Regions from separate parts of the Anser cygnoides genome. Here region 2 is linked to region 1. A link is a contact called in public Hi-C data. All regions are on one chromosome and are shown on one strand. Each heading gives the region's core, a stretch centred on a gene start, on an enhancer-like site or on the middle of the called end of the contact. The rest is flanking DNA. Distances are from core to core; before and after follow the strand shown. Region 1 holds the start of LOC106032017 (adipogenesis regulatory factor-like). Region 2 overlaps SHLD2 (shieldin complex subunit 2).

Region 1 (6,113 bases), core at 1,817-4,316:
CTTTAGAGGAACCTATATGTGACGCATCACCTGTGAGCAAACATAGTCCAGGGCTTTGCACTGAGTGTCCCAATGCAATGTCCACTGTCATTTAAAGCTCTAAAAGCCTAAATATTTACCCAAGTGCAAGCTCACAGAAAAAGAGCAACACTATTGCACTGTCAGTTACCGGGCGACACTCAATAGTACTTAATTATTTAGTACTTTCCATGGTTACTTCCCTCATGGTGAAATCTTCAGAAAATGAGCACTTAGGCTTGGAATTTCACAGCTTGGTGTTGTGTTTGTGGGTAATAGTAGTCCACGCACTGGTCTTCATTACACTTTACTTTCTGCAAAGCAGTTCTTAGTTCATATTAACAAAAAAATCGGCAGTTATGGTGTGTGTTTGTTCTGTTTTTCCCAGTAAAACCACTTATCTTCTTAAACAACTGATACTGTTCCTGGTGCTCTGTGCTCCTGGTACAGGCCAGACACTCAGCATGCAGGCTTCACGTTGCCTCGCTGCAGCCGCAGAGGGGACTGCCAGGCGGGGGGCACACTGGAGGCCAGCCCCCTCCTCCAGTGAGCAGAAATGCTGGTCTCCATCTGGCCAAGGAGCACCAGGAGGCAACTCCCAGCACTCGGTGCCAGGAGCAGGGACGTGACACAAAGGCCTTGCTGCTTCAGCACTGATCCCAGGAGCCTGAGCAGAGTTTGTCACAGCTCCTTTGTCCTGAGGGCAGATGCTGTTGCAGAGGCACCCGTGAGTCTGACTCACTTACTGGCAAGTATTTCCAGGGCTAAACTTTAGAGCTTTGCTCCACAAATTAGATCACGATCTTGTTCACAGTGCTCTTTGGCCTTAAAGAATTTGGGGCTCATCCTTCCCTTGTGCATCGCACAGGCAGCCAGCTCCCAACCGAGTACCATGTATTCTCATCTAAACCAAAAGGCTCCGGATATTGCATCAAAGCAAAACGAGAGCCTTACAGCTCCTACCAGCCCATGTGCCACAAGCCATAGGGACACGTGGAGTTATCTAACAGCTGAGCTTCCACCAGCTGTGTTCTCAAATTCCCTAAAATTTGCTCCTGGGTGTGTCCCCAGCTGGCTGAGCCTTGAGGTCTGATCAAAGCGGATTCACGCCCAGCCTGGCCCCACCTGCACAGGTGAGTGCTGCTATCAAATAAATACCTTTGGGCTATCAAGGAATGGAGTTTTATGAACTCCTTGTATCCACTTCAGCTTTGCCTGCAGCAGTCCATTCACTAGGGCTGCTCCCCTGATTGCCATCAGTGGTAGCAATAGGGACAACTAAGCCTGTAATCCTAAAGGATGAAATACCAGAACTGAGTCTACTGTCTCAGCTGCTCCTAGTAACTTTTCCCAAACTCATTATTATTTAGTAAAGATGTACAAAATCCAGAAAGTCTTCTCTGCAACATAAAAAAGGTATATTTTCTATTTTCCAGACGTTTTTCCGTTTTCTTGTCGAGCAACTCCCATTTCCCCCAGGCAGTTGCACTCTGTACTGTTTCCCTGCAGTTTCCCTCTCCGGCCACGGTGTGGAGCAGGAGCCCACGGCTGCCAGCCGGGGCCACGAAGCTGGTTTCACGCCCAACCCCACTTCCACGGGCAGTTTGCAGCTTGCCCCCGAGCCCTGTGGCAGCAGCACCTTGTTCTGCCGCTGTCCGGAGGAAGCCCCTCGGCCTTTGTGCATGCAGGGGCCACAGAGGCAATGCCTATAGTTTCCCTTTTGATAGGAAATATCAAAATATTCAGATAGGAAATTGCCAGGAATTTCAGGCAAGCAATTCCTGTTCATGAGTACCTACTTCTTCCCATTTAAAAGTAGTTTGAAGATACATTTTTTCCCTTTTTGAACAACTTGCAGACCTACCCCAGCAAGAACCACTTCCCTTCAAGCATTTCTAGCGCTCAGGGTTACTTTTAGGAGCTGGGCCAGCAGAGCGTGTGTTAAACCTAGATGGCAGAGAACACAAACGCTCTGTGCAGCAGGCTGGCTTGCATGCCTGGGGAGGCATTCAGTGTTAAACATTAACTGAGCCCTGGCTAGGGGAAGCCACGGCTGCATCTCCTGCTGGGCTCAGCATAGCCAGCCCCGTAGCTGGCCACCAGAATGGCACTGCCTCAGTTTCCCCAGTTCCTGCTCTCATGCCTGCTTGCTTTAGCTTCTGGCTCTGTCACGTGCCCAACCCAGGGCACATGGGTTTATGAAACACAGCCTCCGTCCTGCAGGACTCACCCTCCCAAATCAGCCTCTGTGCCATCAGCATGGCACCCACCGCGCCCCTGGCCCTGCAGCCCTGCTGGCCCTGCACAGGCAGCCGCTGCTGCAGGCCCTGGGGCTGAGCGGTGGGACAGGGACAGGACGGGGATGGATGGGGTACAGGTGGCTGCTGGGGAAGCTGCCGGGGAGGCTGCATGCTTTGTGCTGTGCTGTTGTGTCACGACCTGAAGAAGTGCCAGTCAAACCCCACAGCCTTTCTGCTTCCCAAACAGCAGGAGCAGCACCAAGCCATGCCAATAGGAATGGAGATTTGGGGAATTCTGGCAAGCTTGGACGTTCTGCAGCCCATTCCCTCTTGTTGTCCAAGCAGCCATGACTGCTGAACTGCAGATGTTAGAGGGGCCATCCTCACCTGTTCCCTCAGGCCTCCATTTATGAACAGATCTGCCTATGAACTTGTTGAACCTTTCTTGGCATTGCCAATGCTGTCTGCTCCCAGAATCCATGGTAGCAGCAGGTTCACTGGCAGTTGCCACCTGTGGAGGATGATCTTCCCTTCAGGCTTATCTCTTACCACTTACAACAATTGCCCCCTAACCCTGGCCAGGTTTGGCAAATAGCGGCCCTGCTGTGAGCAGCGCAGGGAGCCCTTCCTGAAACTGCCTGCACCTGGGCCAAGATTGCCCCAGCTGAGCCCTGGCTGGGCAGGCCACAAAATGGCTGCTGGGGGGCCTGGCTGGGGAGGCCACAAAATGGCTGCTGGGGGGCCTGGGGGCCTGCCCGGGCAGGCCACAAAATGGCTGCCGGGGGGCCTGGCTGCAGGTGTGGGGGGAAGGCACAGCAGGAAGGTAGGAGTGCGAGGTGGGAGGTATGTGATCTGGGGGAGAAGGGGGTGGCGTGTGGTGGCAGTGGCTATCCATCACAGAGGGTGTGGGTGTCCTGCAGCCTGGGCTGGTGATGAAAGGTGCTGGATTTTTTTCTTGCATGTTCTGTTAGTATTTGCCTATGGTGGTTGACTGAGCTTGGGTCAGGTACCCGCTTGTGCCTTGGCATTTTCAGAGTGTGCCCTTAGTGCTGAAGAGGGGTGTTTTTGGTGCCTCTGTGTAAGGCAAGCTGTTGTTTTGTGAAATGTGCGAGCCTGCTGCTGGTTCGTAAGGCTTGTTGCCCTCATGAATCTTTTGCTGTGACTAAGTGGAGCAGTAGCAGTGCAGGACTAGGAAGTCGCTGTTTCCTGAAAATGGATCTAGGTGTGGATAACTAAGGATGTTGTGGAGAACAATAGGTGAATTTTTTACTGCTCTGCTGTTGTGCAATGGTTTTCCCCAGGTCAAATGCTGTTCTGGATTGTCAGAAATATTTCAGGGTTTTGCTACGTTGTATGTTGGTTCCTAACTTATGTCCAGTTCTTTTAACTTCAAGGAAAACTTCAAAACTAAATGTTTACTTTTGTCATACTGTTGTTGTTGTTTTTCTAAGTATATTTTGCTAAAAGTTGTTTTCATACATGCTGTCAGAAGATAATATGATACCGATATGTCCCTCTCTACGCTCAGAAATCCCTCTGTATCCTATATAATTGAGTGCAATGACCTATTCTATGTAAGCGAGGAACTGCAATGGTAAAATGTCTCTTTGCTATGTAAACTGGAATGGTAAAACTGGAACTGCAATGGTGAAATGTCTTTACAATTTGCATGCAGCTGGGCAAATTGTAGAGGAGCTGTTGTTCATGGAGCTAAATGTCTGGGGTAGAGAGAGGTTCTCCTAGAGCCTGCTGTGGGCAGAAGATCAGGCTGCCGGGTCAGCATTTTGTTTTAGGGTACATTACATTTTGATCTACTTTTGCAACAATTGTTTGATGAACAGAGTGAGGGATGGCTGTATGTAGTGTGGAAGGGTGCATAAAGCAATTCTACTAGAAAGCTGGTGATCTCAGCAAAATACAAGTTTGGTCACCATGGGTATGAACAGCCGGATAGCACACAGGAGCTCTCCTAGAGACAATGGAGTGGGGATGAATTGCCCTGATGCTTTCTGCCTCCTCCTTCCCCTGTCACAGCTATAATCCCTAGCACAGGGATATCTAGAGGCAGGGCCGCATCCTGCTCCTCTGGTACAGGGTAAGCAGGACATACTTGGCAGCCTCTAGCACAGCGATGGCCTGCTGCCACGTCCTGTCCTACCCAGCAGCGTGGGAGCACCGTGGTTGGGCTTGTAGTGCTTTGCTATTGGAAAAACCTGTCTGTAACTGCTCCGTGTGCTGGATCCTGCAAGCGTGCACTGTGGGGATGGAGGAAGGGTGCCAGCCGTCCATTTTCAGGCTCCCCAGCTGGATGTTGGAAATGGAGAGTTAAAATGTTATGACACACCATGAGATTATTAGGCTTGTCTAACATAACAAAGATTTCATCACGTACTTTTTTAAAAAAGCAATGTTAGCCCCGCCTGTTTCTTTTTTTAACTCTGTGTTTAAGTCTTGACTGGAGGAGGAAAAAGTCGGCAAGAATCCTCTGAAACTGGATACTTTTCTATGTAAGGCTTTGAAATACAAGAGCTCGTTTAGGCAATTCCTCAGCTGAGGATTTTGGATGTTTTTCTGCCCCCGGCAGCCTCCTGGGAAGGTTTCATAAGGACAGCTGTGGAATGCGCTCTGTTTACCAACTTCTTGCCATGGAAAAACAAAGCTTTTATTCCTGGGCTATGGAAAACTTCTGCCGATTAATCCACACCCCCTCTCTGGGGAGGAAAGCACAACAAACAGCAATGTCTCTTCACCCTTTTATGCATCGTATATTAATCACCTAACAAGGGCTCACAGCTATCCCGTGCTCCAGCCTGCATTTGCCCTCTAACTACTGGGAGGAGTTCTGCTTTGTCTATAAAAAGCTGCACTTTGCTGAACACTGTAACAGAACCAAACTTAGGGACCTGATCACCCATCCTCTGTGGAGAGAGCAGACTGAAAACAGCCATGTTTGGGATTGGGAAGAAGCTCGCTGAGGAAGCAACACAACAAGCTGAAAGTGCTGCACAGGTGGCAGGTAAATGCAAACCACTATTTCCCTCTGCCTGTACCTCTTTTTAGGTGTTGAAGTGTGTGCCCTGCTTGCACCCCAGTGGGCTTTCTGTTCTGCAGCATGGAGCAAATGTCTCACGTGTGAACTTGGCTTTATAGATGCTCTCCTCAGGGGTGTGGTTGGTATGTCTCCAAAACCCTCTGGTACTACAGTAAGGTACCAGTACTAACTACTGGTTTCTAAATACTTCTCCTGCTCACTTCTAACAAGTGGGTATCTAGATGATCTCCTGAAGAGACGACAGGACAGTAGAAAGCTGATAGAGGAGGTGAGGTGACTTAGTTAAAAACAAAAAAAAAAAAACAAACCTATGAACAGCCATGATAAATACGAGTTTTGTAGTAGTGTAATGGATTAGCTTCCTGAAGCTCTGAGGTCTTTGATCTGTTCCAGCCCAGCTGATGTTGTAGCTGCTCATGCCACTAAAAGCCTTGGTGTAATCACTGGGGCTTGGGCACCTGAGTCTTGCTGTTGTGACACTTCCAGCATTTCTCCAGAATTAAGGAGCGTGCCACTTAGGTGAGCCACTGCTGGTGAAGCCAAGCAGACTCTGTAGTGATGCAATTCCTGAGGTGTTAGTGCTTCATATAATGTGAAGGGTTGAGATTACCTAATGTCATGGAAAGTGAGTCTTGAAACTGGATACTGTGACCTCAAATGCAGTAGAAATAAGTTTTTTGTTTTTTAATATTATTTCCTAATGGGCAGATCCCCAGGCAGTGCTCAGTGAAGCAAGTGTTAAGCCTGCTACTAATTTACCATCTATTCCTGGGTCAGCTTGCTAGGAGGTGAAAGAGCCCTAA
Region 2 (6,113 bases), core at 2,244-4,743, 53 kb after region 1:
CTCATTTTTTTTTTAACTGCAAGGAAGATTATCTCAGTGACTGAACTGAAAATGAATTGTCTGAGCATTCAGATTTTCGCATCATTTAGTTTCAAAAAATAATCCTTTTAAAGTGATGTCTGATGCAACTTGTAAGTAGATAGCTACATACAGTCCAAACAGAGGAAATGTCTCTATTTCAGATCAAAGAAAATATTCCTCCTTGCAGCATAGCTTTAGAAACTGTAGGCCTTGATCCTGCAGGCATTTAGGCATACATTAAACCTAGCAATGCCATTTGATTTCTTGTCTTAGTTATTATAATAGTTCAGTAATAGCTATGAAGAACAACAGCGTGTTTCTGGCCTTTTATTCTGTATTTTGATTAGACTCTTCTTTTGAAAAGTGTCAACCTATAGAACTGCTTAAAACATTGTCTACTTCTAGGCTTAAATTATTGATCTCACTGCTTAAGCTTGCAGGAGTGCTTAGGAAGGTTTTTCATTAAATGCCGAAACCATAGGTGTTTCATATTAAAAAAAAGTTTGCTGAAAACTCCATGGGTGAGAAAAAAGTTTAAATCTTTTATGGCAATACGTGCACACCTTACATTTGTTTGTAAACCAGTTGTGCGCGTCTTTAGACCAAGTGATACAGTAGTCCTCAGGTAATAGCAAATTCAAAAATGACAAATTCAATACTAATAGATAAAAATTTCTGCTATTTAATACAAATAAGTATTAAAAGAAATGTATACTGAAAGAAATAATCTATTCAAATCACATTTAGTGGTAACTTTATCCTAATAATTACAGCAACAGTATTCCTACTAGCAAGTGAAGGCTGGTGATTTTCATAAATTCAGACATTGACTAGCACAGTTATGGCTATACAACAGTATCTACCCAAGTATGGCTGCCCTGTGCACAGTATTCTGGAGAACGTGAGCTAAATAACCATCTTGGAGTGAAATTAACAAGCTCAGTTATAGATAGGCTTTCAGATCAATACTGTAGTTCTGTATTAAGACTTAAACAGTATGTGGTGATAGGAAGGAGATGATAATGTTGAAGTAAGGGATGACAAAAACGGGATCTGTTATGGCCTGTCCTATTCATTTTCCCAGTTAACCCTATGTATATGTACTCCCATTCTCCCGCATGCGTGTTCTCTTGATTTCTTGGTAGGTCCACTGGCTTAGTCTAAAACAATCCATTCAAGTCTCCTTGTGTTGCCAGTGCACTAGAAGAAATACAATCTTAGGTCCATATGGTATATCCCTTACTCAGATATAGAGTATTAGACAGCTCCTGTTATGAATTGCTTCGCTTAATTTCTTCTGACAGTCTATTTTCCATAGGGCTGTTCTTAACACATGCACATCTGTATACTGGGACCAAGCACCTTATTGATTGGGTGGGTAGGTGCTGTTGCTGATGCTGATTCACATGTAGCACCAGCAAGGGTTGTTGGTATTGCTGAGGTCATTTTTCTCTTTTCTTGCCCAAGTTGCAATCAAATGTGTAATATGTTCATCTCTTAATCCCAGAGTTGTTTCAGATTCGAAAAGTGTATGAAACTGTCACTACGTTGCTTGCAGTTGGTTCAATTTTACTTTTTTTTTTAAACCAGGTACTGCTACTGAACAAAGTAAAACTTCAGTACTGAGGGAAAACTTGAGCAGCATGGTAAAGGTGTCAGAAGATTTTCCAGTGATATAATAATCCTGTATGTAGTGGTTTATTTCATTTTTTCCTTTGACAAATATCTTAAGGGATATTCTTTTCAAGCATCATAGGGGATAACTTTATTCAAAAAAGATACTATAGTTGGAATTTAATTAGAGGTTGATACCCTGAAGGTGTCTGTTAAGAACTCAGTTTTTCTGTTCTAAGGTCAGTGAAACTGTCTTCATACTACAGATAGCAGTATAGAATTAACCGTGCAAATAAGAGGGAGGTAAAAAGCTTACAGTAAAATTTAAGATTCAGAAGTTAAAGAATATCCTACTTATAGGTATTTGTTATCTAAAGGGCTAGCATTTGAGCAGGTGATGGCCAGTGTTTCTTTTGCATATTACAGGAATCGTGTTACGAACTACTTAAAGGTTAAGAAGTTCAACATCAAATCAAAGCTGCAAGTTAAATGCACACACTTTTTAGTTTTACCTCAAAGCTTTGGGGTTTGTAGGTGGTAAGAATTTCAGAGAGGAAAAGAAGCTACATGTTTGCATTATACTTCTTTAACCCTATATCTTCTGATACATTACTGTCTGTATTTGTGTATGTTTAATGTATAAGGCCATATTGTGTAACAGACATATGAAGAAATTGCTACTGAGAGGTGGAACTCCTGCAGTTTACTTTCCATATGTAGGGCAGTGAAACCTTGATTAAAATCGTATTTGGATATAGTTTTTGAAAACGGGTTTAGGCATTTGGCTATTGTTAAGACTGATAGGCAGCTGAAGCTGTCACACACACACACACACACACACTTTTAAATTACCTTGGCTGAATGCTTAAGTGATTGTCATGGTGAGTTGATACCATTAATGAGAAGTGAAATAAGGAATAGAAGTTATCTTTTAAGGTAATTTAAGGGCATTAATTTAGCTTCGCACAAGGTTTCTGGGGTATTTCACTATTGGATGAAAAATTTTCAAGCTACTTTGAAAAGTATGTCTTATGCATAGCAAATGACTAGAGATGAATAAACTGCTAGTGACAGTTGTACTTATTAAATACTGTTAATTTAAAAATTCCCATACTAGTGTGTAGGTTGGAGGACATATGTGCCATAATGTATTTCTTGTCATAGGTGTATTACTCCTTAGTTGCAGTGTCTTGCAAATGTAAAAGTTGCTGATGTAGTTAGTGTTTTTAAAAGATCATTGACCCGTCAATCAGACTCTGACCATTTCAGAGATAAAAAGCTAGGCTTCCATTGGCTCTATGAATAGAGCACCTTTTCACAAATTAAGAAATGGTGTAATAATTAACAGGCATAATGGATATGTGCGTTCAGGTTTTGGTTATATCTTTATGAGCTTTAGCTCCTGTTATCTTAGCAGTTAACCCCCTGTCCACCCACGGATCCTTTAAATAAGTGATAAAAATGAATCATTTTGTGGCAGTGATATGCTGGTAATATGGTTAGACTGATAGTTTTCTTTATTTTAGAAGACTTGTAATAGTCTGGAAGAAGAATTAAAGCAAGACAAGTTTAATAACTAATTAAATAAGTACTAACTCTGTTCTAAAGATAGCATAAAAATGATTGTTTAAAGAATTTTACATATGGAAAACTTATACAAACTTAAAAGCATTTTTTTAATTTACAGATGTAAATGATTATAAGTACGGATGATTACTGATACTGCAGCTGGTGTTTTTAATGTAACAAACCACTCAAATTGCCAAAGCAGGTCCCTTGCTAGTGGACCTATTAGGTGAGTCAGGAAGTAGATACTAATCATTCCTAAGATCTTAAGAATTGAAATTGAAGGCTTTGGAAATATAAATGCTTCAGTTTCAAAAAGTCATCAAGTAATAGAAAGATTCAATTGCTTTGATGTAGTATCCTTATACTGTTTAAAGGTATGAATCAGGAAAAAACACCTAAGTTTAGAGAATTTTTGGAATTGGAAAGTTAAGGAAAACTTTCTGAAATTACATATAACATCATTAAAGAGGACCGAAAAAAAAAAAGTACCCCAAAGAGATGGTTAAAGGGGATGAGAGGTTTAGCCACAAGAATATTATTTTTAGTAAGAAGAATGTATCTAGTTGAATCTCAAGGATAAACATAGATTTTTATTAAGACCACAAGTATGGCAAGAAGATACTAGCTTTGTCTAATTGAGACTGCATAAAGAGTAAAGAGTTTGTTTTCCATATACGGGGTGTGTGTGTGTGGAGATGGTGGAAGTGGGGCTATTGAGATGCATTTAGGTTTGTATTTTATTGCTTTTGTAGGTTGACAAAATTTGTCTTTTAAAAAAAATTTTTTTTGCTTGATAATCAAAAAATGAAGCTAGTTCCCATGGTTTTAGTCATAGGGATTTTACAGAATTACAAATATAAAAACAAATACTGCTCTTCAGTAATTTTTTCCTTGAAGTGTTAAACAGAGTAATTTATTATTCAACATGATTTATAGGAAGAATGCATTTGAAATATAGTACGGGATACCTCTGCTGGAAGTAGGGTCAAGTACAACTACATTTCTAGGATCTTAAACTTATTTTCCTACTGACTAACTTCCAGTATTGAAAAGACATGCTTAGCCCATGAAATACGTAGTTACATAAAAGCCTGCCTTTAGTACTGTTTTCTTCTTAGCTATAAGGTGCAAGAACTTGCTTTAGTACAATACAAGAAGCCCGGAATTACATTCACAAGAGGCAGTCTAAGACATGACAGTTCTTAATGTTGAGTACTTTATGCTATGTATGCTATGGTATCTATTGGTATAAGCAATAGCTTATAGCCTCTAACCATATTATTCTAATTCTCACTTACTCAGCATCCAAAGTGCCCTTCCATTGTCCTCATAACTCATCAAACACTCAGTGGATTCACTGACGGTGCAGTTGAATCTGTTTTTCCTCGTAAGAAAACTTAGAGCTCTGTTTCTTAGAGGCTTAATCTGAGGGTAAGGAAAATAGGTATGCAAATTATTTTGACCTGATCACATTATAATGAATTATTAACTTAATAAACTTATAATTAAATTAATAAACACATTATAATTAATATTTCTGAGATTTGATATACAAATGCTTGAGAGTTTTTGCAGAATTTAGATAAGCCTCTGAAATCTCTTCCAGGTTAAAAAGACATGTAACAGACAGACTGGGACAAGATTGAATCTTACACCTGTGGCAGGTCAGTATTCAGTCCTCGTAGCAGCTAGGCTGTTGAAATGAAAGAACTGTTCCTCATTGGACAAAGCCCAATTTGGCATTATTTCACTGATCTCTTAAGTTCTTTAGGAATAGCATAGATCTGTGTCAGATTTTAAGCACTTTTGTATTACACATGGAGAATAAAACTGTTTCCTTTTTCATTTGAACCTTTTATTCACTTGAGCCTCCTTATTAGTAGACATTGTTCCATTATAGGGTATCTAAGGTTATCCATATGTAACCAAAGCAACTGAACTAAAAAAAAAAAAAGCTGATATTAGACAACACATTTTGAAATGAAAGAAATAATTTAATCTTACCAGTTGGGTTGCAGCTCTAAAGTTCACATAAAGTAAGGATAACAAATTCTGTTTGTTGTAGTGGATCTGTTCCTGAAATTGTTTTAACTCATGTATTGGGGAGACTTTTGCCTCTTACCTGCAAAAATTAACATCACTTAACTTCTTTAAGGATTCAACCTTACTGTCACTGTTTTTCCTTTCTTACCTGATATGTTATTGTGCTGAACTGTTCATTCTGTCTTTTTTTGCTGAGTTGTGTATTATTCTATAATTATGTAATATAAGGCTTTCAAAAATATAATTGTCCTTTAAAAGCTGTTTTATGAGCATAAATTTAAATGTATAACTGGAGAAATTTGGATACTGTATGCCAATGTAAGTGTTACTCGTTATGGAAAACTGCAACACTAGTTCCTCTGTTTTGTGGCTTCCTTTGTATTACGTTGACATACTTAATTTCAGCAGTTGTACACTGGTTTTCTAGTTGCATCTATAATATACCTGAGTTTAGTGTTCCAGGATGTTTGTAGTTTTTTCTGTTACTATGAGCTTTGTGAATGTGCAGATTTATTGACCCCTAGTGGATTGTGAACAAAATGTCTGTTAATTTAATAAGTGTTAAATGAAAAACGCAAAAATTTTTGATTTGTTGTATCTTTTAATGTTCTTTCTTCTGCTTGCAGATGGATTAGTTCCTGAATTTCTCTGCTGGTGTTCTGTTTTCTACCTCTGCAGAATTCCCTACTGCAGTAATTTATTAACAACACTGCCAAAACTTATAAACGTGTAGTTAGGTGTCTGCATTTTAATGCATAAAATGCTTGTAGCTGTAGCTGAGTATTTTAAAATGACAATATAGCAGATAACTTAAAAATCTAGGGTTTCTGTTTTGTGGTGTGTAAGGTAGATAACTTTTTAATAAT

The links. Hi-C and Micro-C count contacts between places; a contact is called where the count stands out from the background.
Region 2: a Hi-C map of liver shows a contact between it and region 1, with 3 times the contacts expected there. The contact joins the enhancer-like site here to the promoter of LOC106032017 in region 1. A contact is called at or near these places in 4 of 7 Hi-C or Micro-C datasets (granulosa cells and liver).

What each region holds. Positions count from the first base shown.
Region 1 is chr7:30,978,819-30,984,931 of Taihu_goose_T2T_genome, forward strand. LOC106032017 (adipogenesis regulatory factor-like) reads left to right here and starts at 3,067. Exons shown (of 4, transcript XR_007167415.2): 1 at 3,067-3,081; 2 at 4,843-5,274. ADIRF (adipogenesis regulatory factor) reads left to right here. Exons shown (of 6, transcript XM_067000724.1): 6 at 1-1,601.
Region 2 is chr7:31,031,063-31,037,175 of Taihu_goose_T2T_genome, forward strand. It overlaps SHLD2 (shieldin complex subunit 2), which reads left to right. Exons shown (of 13, transcript XM_067000695.1): 6 at 4,811-4,868. Among named protein-coding and RNA genes, the nearest start is that of GLUD1, 16 kb to the left of the region's middle. Within about 2 kb of position 3,494, at least 2 of the 3 cell types and tissues checked have open chromatin away from gene starts, as enhancers often do. A contact at or near this core is called in liver, where this site is marked.